Linked DNA regions of Mus musculus: region 2 is linked to region 1. A link is a contact called in public Hi-C data. All regions are on one chromosome and are shown on one strand. Each heading gives the region's core, a stretch centred on a gene start, on an enhancer-like site or on the middle of the called end of the contact. The rest is flanking DNA. Distances are from core to core; before and after follow the strand shown. Region 1 overlaps Hmgcr (3-hydroxy-3-methylglutaryl-Coenzyme A reductase). Region 2 overlaps Ankrd31 (ankyrin repeat domain 31).

Region 1 (3,581 bases), core at 447-2,946:
CTCTCACCACCTTGGCTGGAATGACGGCTTCACAAACCACAGTCTTTCCTCGTCCTTCGATCCAATTTATGGCAGCAGGCTTCTTGTCGGTGCAATAGTTCCCACTGACTGCCAGAATCTGCATGTCAGGAAAGAACTCCTGAAGCTTCAGCAGTGCTTTCTCCGTACCCTAGAAAGAAGCAAACAGACACAATGCGTGATGGAGCCCCGTTCTGACCACCTTAACAGTTGTAACGCAGCCGTTCCGGACACGAAGGTATTAGCTAGCCAATGTCCAGAACTCTCTGTATCTGTATCTGCCAATGCTAATGTTCCATAACCTGACAAAGCATCAATCACCCTTCCTGTCCCTGTGCCACTCGACTGGTGCCCATGCACTTAACAACTCTGGTTAGCTCAGATAAGTGGAACCGTGTAGACTTTGGTAACTGACGAGTTCCCTTAGAATGATGTTCTACTTTAATGCATCTCTCCCTTGTGCACGTATCCACCCAATCAACACTTAGCTTACTCCTTCCTGCTGGCTAGTATGAGTAATGAATGCTGCGAGCATGAATATACAGATAGCACTTTGAGACCATTTTCAATTCCAAAAGCAGAGCGGGAAGACAGATGACACAGCAGTTCTATTTCCAAGCTGTTAAAAAAACCACTCCCGAGACTAAACCACCAACCAGAGAGCACACATGGTGGGACTCGTGGCTCCAGCTGCCTATGTAGCTGAGGATGGCCTAGTCGGTCATCAATGGGAGGAGCGGCCTTTGGTTCTATGAAGGCTCTATGCCCCAGTACAGGGGAATGCCAGGGCCAGGAGGCAGGAGTGGGTGAGTTGGTGAGCAGGGGAATTGGGGGTGGGATGGGGGAGGGGATACCATTTGAAATGTAAATAAAGAAAATACCCAATTAAAAAACAGTATGAAAAATAAAAACCACAACCCCCCATACTATTTCTTACAATTTTTCATTCTTAGGCATTTAGTTATTTTCCTCTTTCTGAATAATCTTTATAAACAAAAAATCTGTAGCCTGACTAGATGATTTTAACATTTTGAATTTGTCTCTGGGTAAAAAGTTATCAGCAAAATGAAATGTATACCATATAAAAACCTCTCAGGAAACAAAATGAATGGATTATACAAACAAACTGAGTAGGTTTGATATCTTAAAGTTGGTGTTTCTTAGCAAGGTAACACCTGCCTGTAAACCAGCAGTCAGAGTCAGACACAAAAAAACTCACTATGAGTTGCAGGTTAGCCTGCTCTACACAATGTGCTCCAGGTTAGACCAAGGCTACAGTGAGACCCTGTCTCCCTCTCCCTTTCCTTCTCTCTCTCTCTCTCTCTCTCTCTCTCTCTCTCTCTCACACACACACACACACACACACGCACACACACACACACACACATTCACAAAGCAAGCAAAAAGTCTCTAGAAAAGGTCAATTTCAAAATTTGGAGACAATTTCTTTTGGGGTACCTTGGGTGTGCTCAGAACTGATCTGGGGCCCATACACCTCCCTACAACACTCAATCTGCACTGAGCTGAACCCTCAGGGCCACGCCTCCTCAGGAAGGAGTCGTTACTGGGCAACCTTCTGAAGTTTTAGCCCCAGATCCCTCCAACCCTTGTGAGGACATTTAGGACACAGACAGTGTCAGATCCACAGCAGTGCAGCTAGGCAGACCACTCTGCAGTCACGAGCTCTGGCTGCTCTTCCTGAGGGCCAAAGTCCAATTATCAACACCCACTGGAAGCTCACAACCATATCAAACTCCAGTTCAGAGAAATCTCATGTCCTCTTCTGGCCTCTATGGACATCAGGCACGCATGTGGGACAGACATTCATGCGGGCAAAAGACCCATATACACAAGTACATTTTATCTAACTAATTAAAAGAAAGAAAAAAAAACAAACAACAACAAAAAACAGAAACACTACCAAACCAAACTATGTTAGCTTTTAATAAAGGTGAAATCAGTCAACTCTGTTAGGTGTGTACCACAGGGATATGGTGTATCAATAGGAGGTATGGCTGGGTACGGTAGCACAGTTATGGTCTCAGCACTCAAAAAGCAAAGGCCCAAGAGTCAGCATGAGTTCAAGGCCAGCCCGGTGCCCACCATGGAGCCCTGAGAGGCAGAGCGCCCACGCTCACCTTAGAGATCATGTTCATGCCCATGGCGTCCCCCGTCCTGGACTGGAAACGGATATAGAGGTTGCGTCCTGCCATCGTCACGTGGAGTTTCTGTAGACGAGCAAATCTGTAAACACGAGGGTTTTATGTTAATCCAAGGTAAGAGATTCACATTTTACTCCTTAGTTCAGCAAGGAGTATTTTTTTTTCCTTTAGACACATGAAGGCATTCTCAGGCATGGAATAGAAGGTGGACCAACTCTTTAATACACGTGAAGTCCAGATGAAAGCAGACACACTAGCCTGAACTGGCCGGGAGCTTTCGATTACTCATGAGCTTCCGTGTGACTGTGACAGTCTTCAAAGTAAACACAGCTAGACGAACTCTCATGGTCTCTGTCGGAAATCCTTCTCTAGGGAAACTAACAGTCTAGTCACAGTGACGGCTTCTGTCTGTCTAATTTACTGTTACTGAGTGGCTCAGGCCACCAGGTCTGCACAGGAAGTGCTTTTACCTGCTGAGCCACCTTACCAACCATTAAAATCCAATGTATTTCTACGGGACAATTTGTCTGCATCAACATCTACCCTAACCAGGAATAAGTATTAGTCATATTAAATGAATGGATTCAGGGGGCACTACATTACCCTAAGCAGGCAATGTATTTAGCTAGCACAGAGAACAAGCTCAATATCCATATGAACACATGAACACACATGTTCTCTCTCACACACACACACACACACACACCTACCTGCTGGTGCTATCAAAGGCCTCCTTTATCACTGCAAACCCTTCAGGTGTTTCAAGCCAGGTCTTTACTTCTGCAGAGTCACAAGCACGTGGAAGACGCACCACTGGGCCTCGAGTCATCCCATCTGCAAGGACCCGGCTGCTGGCACCTCCACCAAGCTAAGCAGAGGATTATGGGACTGTATTAATCCACTTCAGTTTCTCCCATCGTCCTTGTGTCTGTCCCCGAATCTGTCCTGGTTGCCTTCCCCTGCCCAGCCGCCTTCCTCCCTAGTTCAGCAAGGAGTACAAAGTAAACAACTCACGCTTATGGCTCTGCAGCCTCTGTTAGTGCTGGCCACAAGACAGCCTTCCGTCGTTGCCATCGGCACCTGGTACTCCTTCCCATCCAGGCACAGAGGCCCTGCCACTCCAACAGGGATGGGCATATATCCGATCACATTCTCACAGCAAGCTCCCATCACCTAAGAAACACAGGTGGGCTACAGGTGAAACCCTGCACCGTAGCAGACAACCACTCATCTCAGTCCCTGTCGCTAACAATTCCTCAACCTTTCCCCTATAAAAGATTTCAATACTTTCAATGGATTCTTTTTGTTGTTAAGGTGTTAGTGATCAAACCAAGGGCTTCATCAGTGTTTGGTAAACATTCTACCACTAAGCCAAACCCCACCCTAAATTTACTTTAGAAA
Region 2 (3,358 bases), core at 127-2,626, 140 kb after region 1:
TTTTCACTGGTTAAATCAATATTTCCCAATAGATCATCTGAGAAAAACACTTTTAAAACCTTTGGACAGCATGTTTTGGAAAATACATATAGTTAGCATTACAATTATAAATTTATTTTATTAAGCTCTATATGCTAGATATTGGATAAAATGGTAGTACATAGAATATATTAATTTCTTACTTCTTTTGTTCAACTTAGAACAAATTATTAGCAGTCTTAGGAGATGATAATGCATCCTGCCAGAGAGGTAGGAGATATGTTGTGGGGGAACAACCAACATGATTGAAAACCATAACTTTCAATACCTATAAAGTACATTATTTTCCTGAGTAACATAGTAGCTAATTTGGATAGCAACTTTAAAAGTAATTCTGATATTGGACATTCAAAACTTTGTAAGAACAAATACAACCTGTTAGGGCATTGCTCTTGAAAATAACTCCCTGGGAAAGTTTTATGTTTAAACAACAAAAACCTTGGGTTATTAGTTTAGAGTCAGGATTCATAAGATTTCATACACTTGCATCCTCATCTCTTCGGTTTTCCTCTCTGGTTTCCTGTTCTTTTCTCATTTCACATTTGCATATACATTCAGAAGGTGAAGTGGTATCAATTTTATAATTTTATGACTGAGAGAAACATTTGGCAAGAATTTTCTCGCATTACTTAGGCTGTGACATATTGAGGTCATTTGTTAATTTAACTAACTAGAACATCTGTTTGTTGGAACAGATGGTTAAAGCGTAGTTGAAGATTAATTTGTGATCTGTGATCTAGCCAATGTTGCTCTTGGTCCATTTAACCACTCTTGGTTAAATATTTAACCATGTATTCAGGCATTATTGGTTTCATACAGGAAAGTAATATAGATGAAGTAGAAAGTTGGTAAAAAAATAAATTAATATAAAAATGAGTTCTAAACCTAACTTTTAATTTTAAATATTGCTTTGTTTTATGTAACACACAGGAACTAAGAGAAAACTCAGATTCCCCTGAAGTAAGTCTTCTCTCAGGGACTTCTCCTGTGGCACCTGATTTGGTTGCATTAAAGGAGAGATTAACAGAGCCAGTGAAGACCTTAGCAGTACCAAACACACTTTCTGAGCCTGGAGAGGAAGTAACACAGACTATGACATCTAAAGAAACCAAAGATGAAGAAAGCTCTCTTGAAACATTTGTGTCTACTTTAGAAAAGTTACTAGAATCATCAGAATGTACCCAAGAAGAAAGACTGCTTGAAGTAATGGATGACTTCAATCCTCAAGAGTTGTTCAGCACATTGAGCAACTCCTTGGGTTCTGTATCTGTCCCTTTGAATGCCTGGGCAGCACAGGGTAGAGATGAACTAGAAAACAAGGCTGATGCTGCATTGCCAGCTAAATTGCTGGCAGCTGTCAACACAGGTGCTGATGTGGGACCCAGCTGTCAAGGACAAGAGAAAAGCAGCAGTGTTAGTGGTGGAAATGGATGCTTAGCAGTGCAGCCCATCATGTCTCAGGTAGATGAAGATTGTACACAAATAGCACAGGTGAATTTATTACTCTACTATTTAAATAGTTCAGGTTATTCAGGTTGTGAAACCACCATCTGTCAGTAGGACAGGTGGTTATACAAGTACGAATATCTGAAGCTAATTTTTGTAGTGACCTGTAATAATCTTTAGTGTGTTAAATTCTAATCATCTCACCAGTTACCAACATCTAGAAGGTATTGGTGAAAGATAACCTTCATGCGTAGATTGCTCTTTTTAGAAGTACTGGGTAGAATTTACAAGGAATTAAGATAAAATTATTTTCTCCCCAACCTACATAAGAAGGCATATCAATAGTTTCTAGTGTAATAGGAAAGAATTTCTTACCAGAAATTTCTCTTTGTTTAGGATATTACTATATTTACCTGAGTATGGAGTAGATACGGAGCCCTGCAACTGGACATGGAGGAAGCTTTCCAGTTTCATGAGGTCCCATTTATCAATTCTTGATCTTAGAGCATGAGCCATTGGAGTTCTGTTTAGGAAATTTGCCCCCTGTAAGGCAAAGGACATAGTAAATAAGACAAATCACCAACCAACAGAGTGGGAAAGAATCCTCACTAACCCCACACAAGATAGAGGCTAACATCCAAAATATATAAAGAACTCGAGAAGTTAATCACCAAAAAACCAAACAACCCAATCAAACAATGGGGATTAAGCCTTCTTTGAGCCCTATTTGGAATAAGAGTAAAACGCCATAGATTGTGGTTTTAGGATTCCTACAGCATTATGCATTGAGGCCCTGTAGATGTATAACAAGTGCCAAGTTCCCTTTTCACGTTGACAGTTTGTATTCTCATTATTATAAAATTAAGTAAAGGCAAGTATGGTGTTACATACGTAATTAGAGAGGCTGAGGCAGCAGGGTCAACAGTTCAGGAGTTCAAGGCCAGCATGGGGCCTTAGTAAAACCCTGTCTCAGATCAGTCAAAACCAAAAAGAACATGTCATGCATTACAAGATTGTCTAACAGGATGGTAACAAAATCTCCTATAGATTCACTCTCTAAACGTTGTTAACAGTTTGGTGCAGCTTCAGTGACTTCTCCTTGTAAGTTTATTTTATTCAAATAAGACTGTATAATACAGGATACATTTCAACTTATTTTTTAAATATATGTTGCTTATATTTTTAGTGTGAAAAAATTTAGCACTTTGAAATCTTTTATGAAGTGCTATATAAATGTATTATAAATATAACTTAATCAATTAACAATAATAGAAACTTAGATTTCTTTTATTTCCTCTTAGCTATTAACAAAATATTCCATGTACATCCAGGAAGATTTGGAGAAAACAAGTTTTTCTTGCAGCATATAAGCCTGGAGTAATGCCAATGTAGCCTGGAGTAATGCCAATGTAGCCTGGAGTAATGCCAATGTAGTCTGCCTGTCGCCCACCAGATAGGCACTGCAGGATTAAGAAACGAAAACAAAACATTAATTAAGGAGATAAAGATGATTAAACATTTCACTGTTCTAGTATCAGAAAAAGGACTGTGACTAAAATGTAGAAAATATGATTATTGTTGGTAAAGTAAACACAGATTTTAGCAAGTCTTCAAGTTTAAAATGAGAAACCTTTTAAATAGAAAGAAAATTCATGTTGAATGACTCACATCAAATACTCTTAACTTAGCTGTGATTAAAATATTCAACACTTTCTTTGAGAAGCTTTACATCTGGATACATAAATGAGCTCAAGGTTTATGTGGTACATGTAAAATATAAATGTCTTCATAGAAGTTTGATCGATAGTTGGCTATCAAGGAGAAATGAGAAGAGTTCCTGATACACCTTTGGGCTTTGAAAATATGGGAGTTA

The links. Hi-C and Micro-C count contacts between places; a contact is called where the count stands out from the background.
Region 2: a Hi-C map of liver shows a contact between it and region 1, with 2.4 times the contacts expected there. The contact joins two enhancer-like sites. A contact is called at or near these places in 2 of 484 Hi-C or Micro-C datasets (embryonic stem cells and liver) and 2 of 9 other capture datasets (adipose tissue and pancreatic islet).

The regions. Positions count from the first base shown.
Region 1 is chr13:96,652,660-96,656,240 of GRCm38.p6, forward strand. It overlaps Hmgcr (3-hydroxy-3-methylglutaryl-Coenzyme A reductase), which reads right to left. Exons shown (of 20, transcript NM_008255.2): 13 at 3,195-3,353; 14 at 2,891-3,048; 15 at 2,157-2,262; 16 at 1-169. Among named protein-coding and RNA genes, the nearest start is that of Hmgcr, 16 kb to the right of the region's middle. Within about 2 kb of position 1,697, at least 11 of the 459 cell types and tissues checked have an H3K27ac peak or open chromatin away from gene starts, as enhancers often do. A contact at or near this core is called in liver and pancreatic islet, where this site is marked.
Region 2 is chr13:96,794,770-96,798,127 of GRCm38.p6, forward strand. Ankrd31 (ankyrin repeat domain 31) reads left to right here. Exons shown (of 26, transcript NM_001370928.1): 8 at 970-1,530. Among named protein-coding and RNA genes, the nearest start is that of Ankrd31, 48 kb to the left of the region's middle. Within about 2 kb of position 1,377, at least 5 of the 459 cell types and tissues checked have an H3K27ac peak or open chromatin away from gene starts, as enhancers often do. A contact at or near this core is called in liver and pancreatic islet, where this site is marked.